2 separate regions of the Mus musculus genome follow, and region 2 is linked to region 1. The links are chromatin contacts, called in public ChIA-PET maps. All regions are on one chromosome and are shown on one strand. Each heading gives the region's core, a stretch centred on a gene start, on an enhancer-like site or on the middle of the called end of the contact. The rest is flanking DNA. Distances are from core to core; before and after follow the strand shown. Region 1 overlaps 4930595D18Rik (RIKEN cDNA 4930595D18 gene). Region 2 has its middle 3.1 kb from the start of Gm51961.

Region 1 (4,248 bases), core at 1,457-3,956:
GGATCCCATTATGAATGGTTGTGAGCCACCATGTGGTTGCTGGGAATTGAACTCAGGACCTCTGGAAGAGCAGCCAGTGCTGTCAGCCGCTGAGCCATCTCTCCAGCCCTCTGTATCTCTTGTTAATAAGCATCTACTACAAGAAGAAGCGTCTCTGATGAGAGGTGAGCAATGGATGCTCTGGTATAAACCCCAGCACCCTGTGGTAGCTGTAGGTACTTAGTTGTATGGGTTGGAGATGCCAGAAAGTACTGGAAATAGGCTCAAGAAAGAGCCTGATAGGGGCCACCGGGAACAGCTGGGAGACCCCAGGCCTGCCAAGGTTTTAAAAACTTAAGAGGGTAGAAATGACTCATCTGTGTCAGTGGTGGGAGGTGTTTGGGAGGGACAAGTGTAAGGTCATCGGCTGGTAGCTTCATAAGAGGAAGGAGAGAGGAGAAGGAACGTGCAAGTCTCCTGGCTTTAGCCATGCAATGCCTTTTGACACTTTGGGACTCGGTGAGCAAGGTCAACACTAGATGTGGCCTTTCATCCTCACACCTCCAGAGTGGGGATCCAGAATAAACCTCTTTATGTTAAACCTTCTATAATCTATGGTGTGTTCTTTGCAATAGAACATGGACTGACCTACTATTCTCAAGGAAACTCCAGGAGCACCCATGCTGGCCATATCCACTCAAGTGACTAGTACTGTCTCAGAGCCCAGCCTGGGCAGAGTCTCCTGATGGAAGGGCTCTGCTGTGCAGCCTGATTAGAACTTTGGTGTGGGTGGGCGACTCCCTCTTCCACCCACTGGCTTTGTCACATACAGTCCACTTAACCAGCTATTCTGAGGGCACCCAGGACGTTCCACCATGAATGGTGACAATGGCCTCCTGCTCCAGGCTTTCAAGACCTTGGCTTTCTGGAGACAACAGTGAAATGGACCCTAGGTCCTCTGTCTCATTAGGTATTTTCTTTCCTCTGTTTTTTTTTTCGATGTGTGGCACATGTGTATTTCCATGAACATGCACATGTGGGGACAGGGATCAACATTGGGTATCTTCCTCAACTATTTTCCATCTTATTGAGATAATCTCCCCTTCTGAACCCAAAGCTTGCTCATTTGGCTAGACTGGCAGGCCAGGGAGCTCCCAGGGAGCCCCCAGGGGACCCCCAGGGAGCCTCCTCTGTCTGGGATATCAGGCTTGTACTGCTGCCCCTGACAGTGTCGGCGGCACTGGGCATCCAAACTCAAGCCCTCATGCTTGATTAAAAGCACTTTCCTGACTGAACCTTCTCCTGGCCACTGTCATTTTTTAAAATTACATTTGTGTGTGTGTGTGTGTGTGTGTGTGTGTGTATACATACCACATATGATGTAGAGGAGATTGAATTCAGGGGAACTATGTAGATCTTCAGAATTGTTAAATTAGTGACAAGTGCCTTTAACCTCTGAGCCATATATATCCCTGGCTCTTTCATTTAATTTTGAATGTGACAAACTTCCCAACTTCCTACCTGTGTGTCAGTTCAGGGCCAATGACCTTCCACTTTGCAGTGCTTGTGGAAGAACCATCAGCAGGTGTGGGTTTTTTGTTTGCTTTTGAGACAGGGTTTTTCCTGTATATCCTTTGCTGTCCTGGAATTTGCTCTGTAGACCAGGTTGGCCTCGAACTCACAGAGATCTGCTTGCCTCTGCCTTCTGAGTCCTGGGATTAGAAACGTGTGCCACCACTAACTGGCCCAGGTGTGAGCTTTTAAACTATATGATTTCATAGACCTCATTCCCATGACAGTTGGGTTTTATGTACAGTCTGGTGGCCTGCAGGCTTCTTCATTAGGACCCACAGTGAGAGCTGCATCTCTGGATGCTTAAACATACCCATGTATATCATGCTGAAGCAAAGCTGGAGGTTCTTCCTGGAGTTCACCCTCCTCCTCCTCCTCCCCCTCCTCCTCCTCCCCCTCCTCCTCCCCCCCCCCTCCTCCTCCTCCTCCCCCTCCTCCCCCTCCTCCTCCTCCTCCTCCTCCTTCTCTTCCTCCTCCTCCTCTTCCTCTTCTTCCTTCTCCTCCTCCTCCTTCTCCTCCTCCTCCCCCTCCTTCTCCTCCTCCTCCTCTTCCTCCTCCTCCTTCTCTTCCTCCTCCTCCTCCCCCTCCTCCTCCTCCTCCTCCCCCTCCTCCTTCTCCTCCCCCTCCTCCTCCCCCTCTTCCTCCTCCTCCTCCTCCTCCCCCCCTCCTCCTCCTCCTCCCCCTATTTCTTCTCTTTCTCCTCCTCCTTCTAAAGATGCTGGTCACACCCACTTAACTGATGGCCTTTGGACAGTTTGGAAAACATCGTGTGGATGGTGAGGGGCTGGGACATTTGGGACGCCTTCCTGTGGCTGAGCTGAGGCCTGTGGGGCAGAAGTTCTTCAGAAGGTGCTCTTGAGTGAACAGATGACACAGATCAGTCAGCTTAGCAGGGCAAAGGGTGAGAAAGCTCATGCCACACCCCAGGGCTGCCTCTGACATTTCAAGGCAGCTGTAATTTTTGTTTACATCAACCGATCCTGCTGGCCTTGAGTTACCACCATCCTTCCCACCTAGGGAAGCCAGGCTGGTCCCTTCTGAAGTAACAGGGCACTGTTTAGATTCTAAGTGTCCCCAGTGCAGGCCTGTGGCATGGTGGCTGCAGGGTCCTTACCAGAGAGGGCTTCCCCTCACAGCTCCCAAGGGGCAGGGTGGGGCTCACCGGCATATTTCCGCTGTGCAAGAGGGGAAACCCGGGCCCCGGAGATCAAGTGCCTTCCTAAGATCTCACAGTTACTCATGAGCTAACTTCTGCTTTCTCAGTCCTGCTCTAGAATTCTTCTGTTCCATTCTTAATTTGCTTCTCTGTCACTGCATTAGAGCCCAGACGGAAACCACGTGGGAGAGGAGACGGCTTATTTAGCTTCCACGTTCCCATCACAGCTGAGGGACATCAGGACGGGAGCTCAAGGTGGGAACCTAGAAGCAGGAGTGAAGCAGAGACTGTGGAAGAATACTGCTGACTTACTGGCTTGTCCAGCAACCCTTAGGGGGCTGTATCCCCCCCTCCCCATGTCATCAGGAGTCAAGAAAATACCTCAGAGCCATGCTCACAGGCCAGTCTGATGGAGGCAATTCCTCAACTGAGACTGCCTTTGCCCAGGTGTGTCTAAGCTGTGTCCAGTTGACAAAAATCCTCTCTCTCTCTCTCTCTCTCTCTCTCTCTCTCTCCTGGCAGGGTTTCTTTGTGTAGTTCTGGCTGTCCTAGAACTCCATCTGTAGACCAGGCTGGCTTGGAACTCGGAAATCAGCCTGCCTCTACCTTCTGAGGATTAAAGGCGTGTGTTATTTTTATAAAACCACTGGCTATGTCTGCCTTTTAAAGAAAACACTTCACTGAAATGTTCTGGGAGGCTTTAGCTAGAGAAACCTGGTCTTTGCAAAGACCTGTAATCCCAGCACTCAAGTTGAAGGATCAGGAGAGCAAGGTCAGATTCAGCTTGGTAGGGGCAGCCAGGAAAGGTACTTGTGGATGTCAGAGACCCACCAAGCCAAATGTTGTAATCCCATCCCAGCACCCCTTGGCACGATGGGAGGCAGGAGGAAGAAGCACGTGGACACTGGCATATGCCATACTCTCCTGGAGTATACCAGGCAAAGGCAGCATCATACGAACCTTCCTCAACAAGGTCCAAAGCAAGAGCCGATTCTCGAAAGCTGTCCTATGACCTCCACGTGTGTGCTATAACACATGCCACATGCCGAAGGCATGAAGCCACTGAGTCAGAGGTGCAACCTGGGGGAAAGGTTCTGAGATGCCAGCCAGCCTGGGTCCTGCCGGATGGTCGGGGCGGGGGGTGGGGGGAGGGCTCGCAGCCAAGCTGACCACTGTGGCCACTGAAGGTGAAGGCCACCCAGCCGAGGGCCGTGGCGGGATTGTTTGGCTCATGGGCCCTGTGTTCAGGACTCTCAGATCCCGAGCTATGGGTTCTTTCTCCTATAGCTCTGAGGTAGACTCCTTTTTTAAGCTGGCACAGAGGTCTCCATGGCACTTGGAGTCTAAACTAAAAACACAACATGCATATCTGGCATGCACAAAACCTTGGGTTTGATCTCAGCACCCAAACCAAAACAGAACAGAAGACATCACACAACGTAGGTAGGCGAGGTCTGCCATCAGGTATCTACTGTGGGTTTCAGACGCCCACCAGGTCAGCTATCAAAGAACAGCTTCATCCCCTCTCCCCTGGCTTATAG
Region 2 (3,756 bases), core at 764-3,263, 530 kb after region 1:
AATCTCACGCCAGGCAGCAGGAAAAGCCACAGCCTCGTTCACTGTTGGCATGAAGCATCCACCGAAGTACTCACATGTCCCACCCAGAAACCCTCTGCCAGGCCCAGGAACCCACACCAGCTCTACTAACTAACCATCAGAAGGCTTAAGCCTGGCAGCCTCTGTGGAAAGACCTGGAATTCCTCAAACGAGCTTTCCTAGTCTGTGTTTCTCCAGACAGTAAGCAGTTATTAACTTATGAGAGACCCATTGCTCCTGAGGCTGTTGTCACTCAGAACTGCTTGGTCGTTCAGTCTGGAGAGAAGCACCTTGGAGCCCCTCAGACACTTCTCAGGATTGCTATCTGCTGCTGGCTCCATCTTGCAAAGGCACTGGGGACCCTGTAGAGAGCCTGCATGCTCTGCCATGCAAGGACCTCATAGTCCCAAGGTGAACAAACCAGCTGGTCTTTTGCTTGGGTTTTTGAGACAGAGCCTTAGCCAGAGACGTGTTGGTGCACACCTTTAAACTCAGCACCCAGGAGGCAGACACGGATGGATTCAAGGCCAGCCTAGTCTACAGAGTTCCAGGATAGCCATGGAGAAAACTTTGTCTCAAAAAAGTCAAACCTAGAGGGGTCTGGTATATCTCAGACCCTCAGGACTCTGCCTCCCAAATAATATTCTCCACCATGTTGTGTCCACGTGCTTTCTTTCATAAGGCATCTACCGGGAAACTTGAAATTAATTGTTTTGTTTTGTTTTGCCTCTGCCTCCTAATCGCTGGGATTAAAGGTGTGCGCCACAGCTGCCACCGCCGCTGCCCAACCTGAAGTAGATTGATTCCTGAGTGTTGAAAGCCAACTTTCTCAGGGTGCTTATGGTGTTTGTGGGAGGATATAGTGGCTGAGGGTTGCCTCAGAATAACCTGGGTGCAGGGTGACATGGGGGTTGGTAGAGACATAGCAAGCCAGGCCCTGACCTGATGCTGGGCAGGTCTGGGAAGGCAAGAGCAGCTCCTTAGGCGCTTCCCTCCCCTGTGGCTCCTGTGTGGTAATCACTCCCAGCAATCCCTGCTCCAAGCCTCACTCTCATCAGGAGTCCCTCTAGTTGGTGAACTCCAGGATCTCCAGTCCTTCATCACTGGGACCACAGCAAAGCTTGGGGTGGCCCTGTCCCCAGCACAGGTCACCATGTTCATCCATCTTCCTCTCCTCCAAGTAAGTCAGGATCAAACATCAAAGCATCCTAGCCTTGCAGAGTAGAGCCTGCAGAAGGGACCTGGAGCTACCCTTCACCCACATTGGCCTCTCTGGTCAATGCTGGAGGCTCTGGTCCCTCTTAGAACCTCTGTGGCCCATCTGCCAACTTCAGGTCTGGTCTGTCCCTCCTGAAAGAATGTGTTTATGTGGGGGGGCTCCCTATGGAGACTAGACTGGCTGGAACCTACAGTCTTCTCTGCCTCTGAGCACTGAATGCAGGCAAGAGCTGTGCCCTGCCAGAAGCCCACTTTCTGCATTCTGATTTGTGCACTGGGGAACTCTCCCATCCCCTGCCTTTCTCTGAGCATCCTGACCAGCCCGTGTACCTGTCAGACTAATTTGGCACTTGGCAGTCTCTCTCAACCCCACTTTAAGGCATCTATGCAGCCACATCCTGTTTCAGTGTTGTGTTTGCCCAGAGTGAGGGTGTCAATGGGGTCACGGGGAAGCAGGAATGTGGTGAGATTTCTGAAGACTGTGTGCAGTTACCACAGGAAGTAGTACTGTGCAAGGAGCCAACCCCTGGTGGGAAGCAAGGGCCTGGCAGCCTGCTGGGTCAGCCTCTTGTCACACTGATCACTGGCCACTCTGAGCTACAGCACACACACACACACACACACACACACACACACACACACACACACACACACACACACGGGGTAAATAAGCATCCTCCCCCAATCTGGCTTCTTCAGAAAGCCTGGGCCTGCTGAGGTCCTGGCCTTGCTGAGGAATGCAGGCACCCATTGTGGGTGGTAGGGCCAGCTGTGGGGTGGAGACAGTGGGGGCGACAGAGGCTCGTTGCTAAGTTACAGGAGCAGTGGACATTCAGGGCACTAGGCAACAAGGAAGGGGACGGACATTTGGGGAGGGAGATGGAGCACCAGTGTCTCCTTGTCCCTGCCTTCCTGCTTCTGCTATGGATTCTGCAGGAAATCAGGCAACTGGCTGTGGGCCCTTCAATGCTAAATGTGGCCACTGGCCAGCCCCTCACCAGGACTCTTGCAGCCTGTCTGGGGGTGACCAACTTGCCCTACCCACTACCTCGACTTCTGCCTTTGTGTCTAGCCACTCTGGACTTTCTCGTGCACTCCTGCGTCTGCACCCTCAGAGAGGGGAGCATGGAGGACACCCTGAGTCCAGGATCTGACCTGTGTGTGGGCCCATGCCTCCATCAGGCCTTCCACAGGGGCTCCCTGTTGTGCATGGTTATCCTTTTTTTGTTTTGGTTTGGTTTGGTTTTGGGTTTTTTTGAGACAGGTTTTCTCTGTATAGATCTGGCTGTCTTGGAACTCACTTTGTAGACCAGGCTGGCCTTAAACTCAGAAATCTGCCTGCCTCTGCCTCCCGAGTGCTGGGATTAAAGGCGTACGCCACTACGCCAGGCTGTGCATGGTTATCCTTAGAAACAAGCAACCGCCACACCCTGCACCCTGCAAAATGACTGCCCCAGCTGGGATTGTTGACTGTTACTCCTGGAAGGGCAGCGAGAATCAGGAGCCCCTTATCTGAGTAGCCATCTGCCTTAATTGGCCTCAGGAGCGGCTTTAGTATATAGATCAGGGACGCGGGAGAGGGCCTCCTTGCTCCTGCTGGGAAAGGCTTTCCAGTTACACCCTGTTGGGAGAGGAGCGCTCACATCCCTGTAAGGGGCCCTCACCCGTGTTCTGTAAGGAAGCCGATAAACTTCGTGGTTCCCTAGAGTGAACTTTGGCAGAGTCGTGGCGTGATTTGTCTGTCATTAGGACCGAAAGAGAAGGGGACGATGTTGAGTCTCTCCTCGGGAAGGAATTTCAGCAACAGCCCTACCTGACTGAGCCCAGAAGCCCAGACCAAGGCAGCCCCAATACTCCTGGCTCCTGCTGGCTCCTGCCTGAGACAAAGGTGTAGGGCGCTGTTATGGTCTGTGCCTCACCTCATCCTGTGGCTGTCTGGCTGTCATCCCTGCCTATGGCAGTTTCTGAGTTTCTAGGTCTGGTCACCAGACCTTTACCATGGAAGCTCCACCAAGACCCTGCAAGGCCCCAGCCCACAAAACACACACCCTCAGAGCTACCAGGCTCTGCCCTGGGATATCAGGTCTCAAAGTCCCCCGCCCCCTCATCCTGTCTCTTTAGAAAGTGCCTGCATGTTCCATCTGGGGCTGGGGTGTAATGGGCACCCAATGCATGTACCGTAGCGCCTGGCGGGCTCTATCCATTGAAGTGTATTCTGGGGGACACCCCTTCCCTGATATATGTGAACAGCTCTTGCTACTTCCTTGTCCCTGTTGTTGTGGCCATCCTGAGCTGGCCCCTAGCCCGGGTCTTCTGTGAAGCCCCAGAGAAGGTTTTGCCTGTGGACAGTGTAGAAGCAGTGATGTTGAAAATGGCAGTTCCTCTCAGCTTTAGGCTGCTGGGCCCATATATAACTCTGAGTCCTCTTCCGGGTAAACGGGTAAACGCAGGAGTTCCCCGATTGTGCTCCTAGGGATCCTTGAGAACTGCACAAGGAAACCCCAAAGGCCCGACTCTCCT

The links. ChIA-PET counts read pairs in DNA pulled down with a chosen protein or histone mark.
Region 2: a contact with region 1 is called in an RNA polymerase II ChIA-PET map of memory CD8 T cells, with 42 read pairs. The contact joins two enhancer-like sites. A contact is called at or near these places in 1 of 39 promoter capture datasets (liver) and 2 of 115 datasets of contacts at active chromatin or transcription factors (memory CD8 T cells and pancreatic cancer cells).

Annotation. Positions count from the first base shown.
Region 1 is chr12:111,157,410-111,161,657 of GRCm38.p6, forward strand. 4930595D18Rik (RIKEN cDNA 4930595D18 gene) reads right to left here. Exons shown (of 4, transcript NR_130987.1): 4 at 2,441-2,970. Among named protein-coding and RNA genes, the nearest start is that of Traf3, 6.8 kb to the right of the region's middle. Within about 2 kb of position 2,707, at least 153 of the 459 cell types and tissues checked have an H3K27ac peak or open chromatin away from gene starts, as enhancers often do. A contact at or near this core is called in memory CD8 T cells, where this site is marked.
Region 2 is chr12:111,689,743-111,693,498 of GRCm38.p6, forward strand. No RefSeq gene overlaps it. Among named protein-coding and RNA genes, the nearest start is that of Gm51961, 3.1 kb to the right of the region's middle. RefSeq lists an enhancer at 2,229-3,756. Within about 2 kb of position 2,014, at least 131 of the 459 cell types and tissues checked have an H3K27ac peak or open chromatin away from gene starts, as enhancers often do. A contact at or near this core is called in memory CD8 T cells, where this site is marked.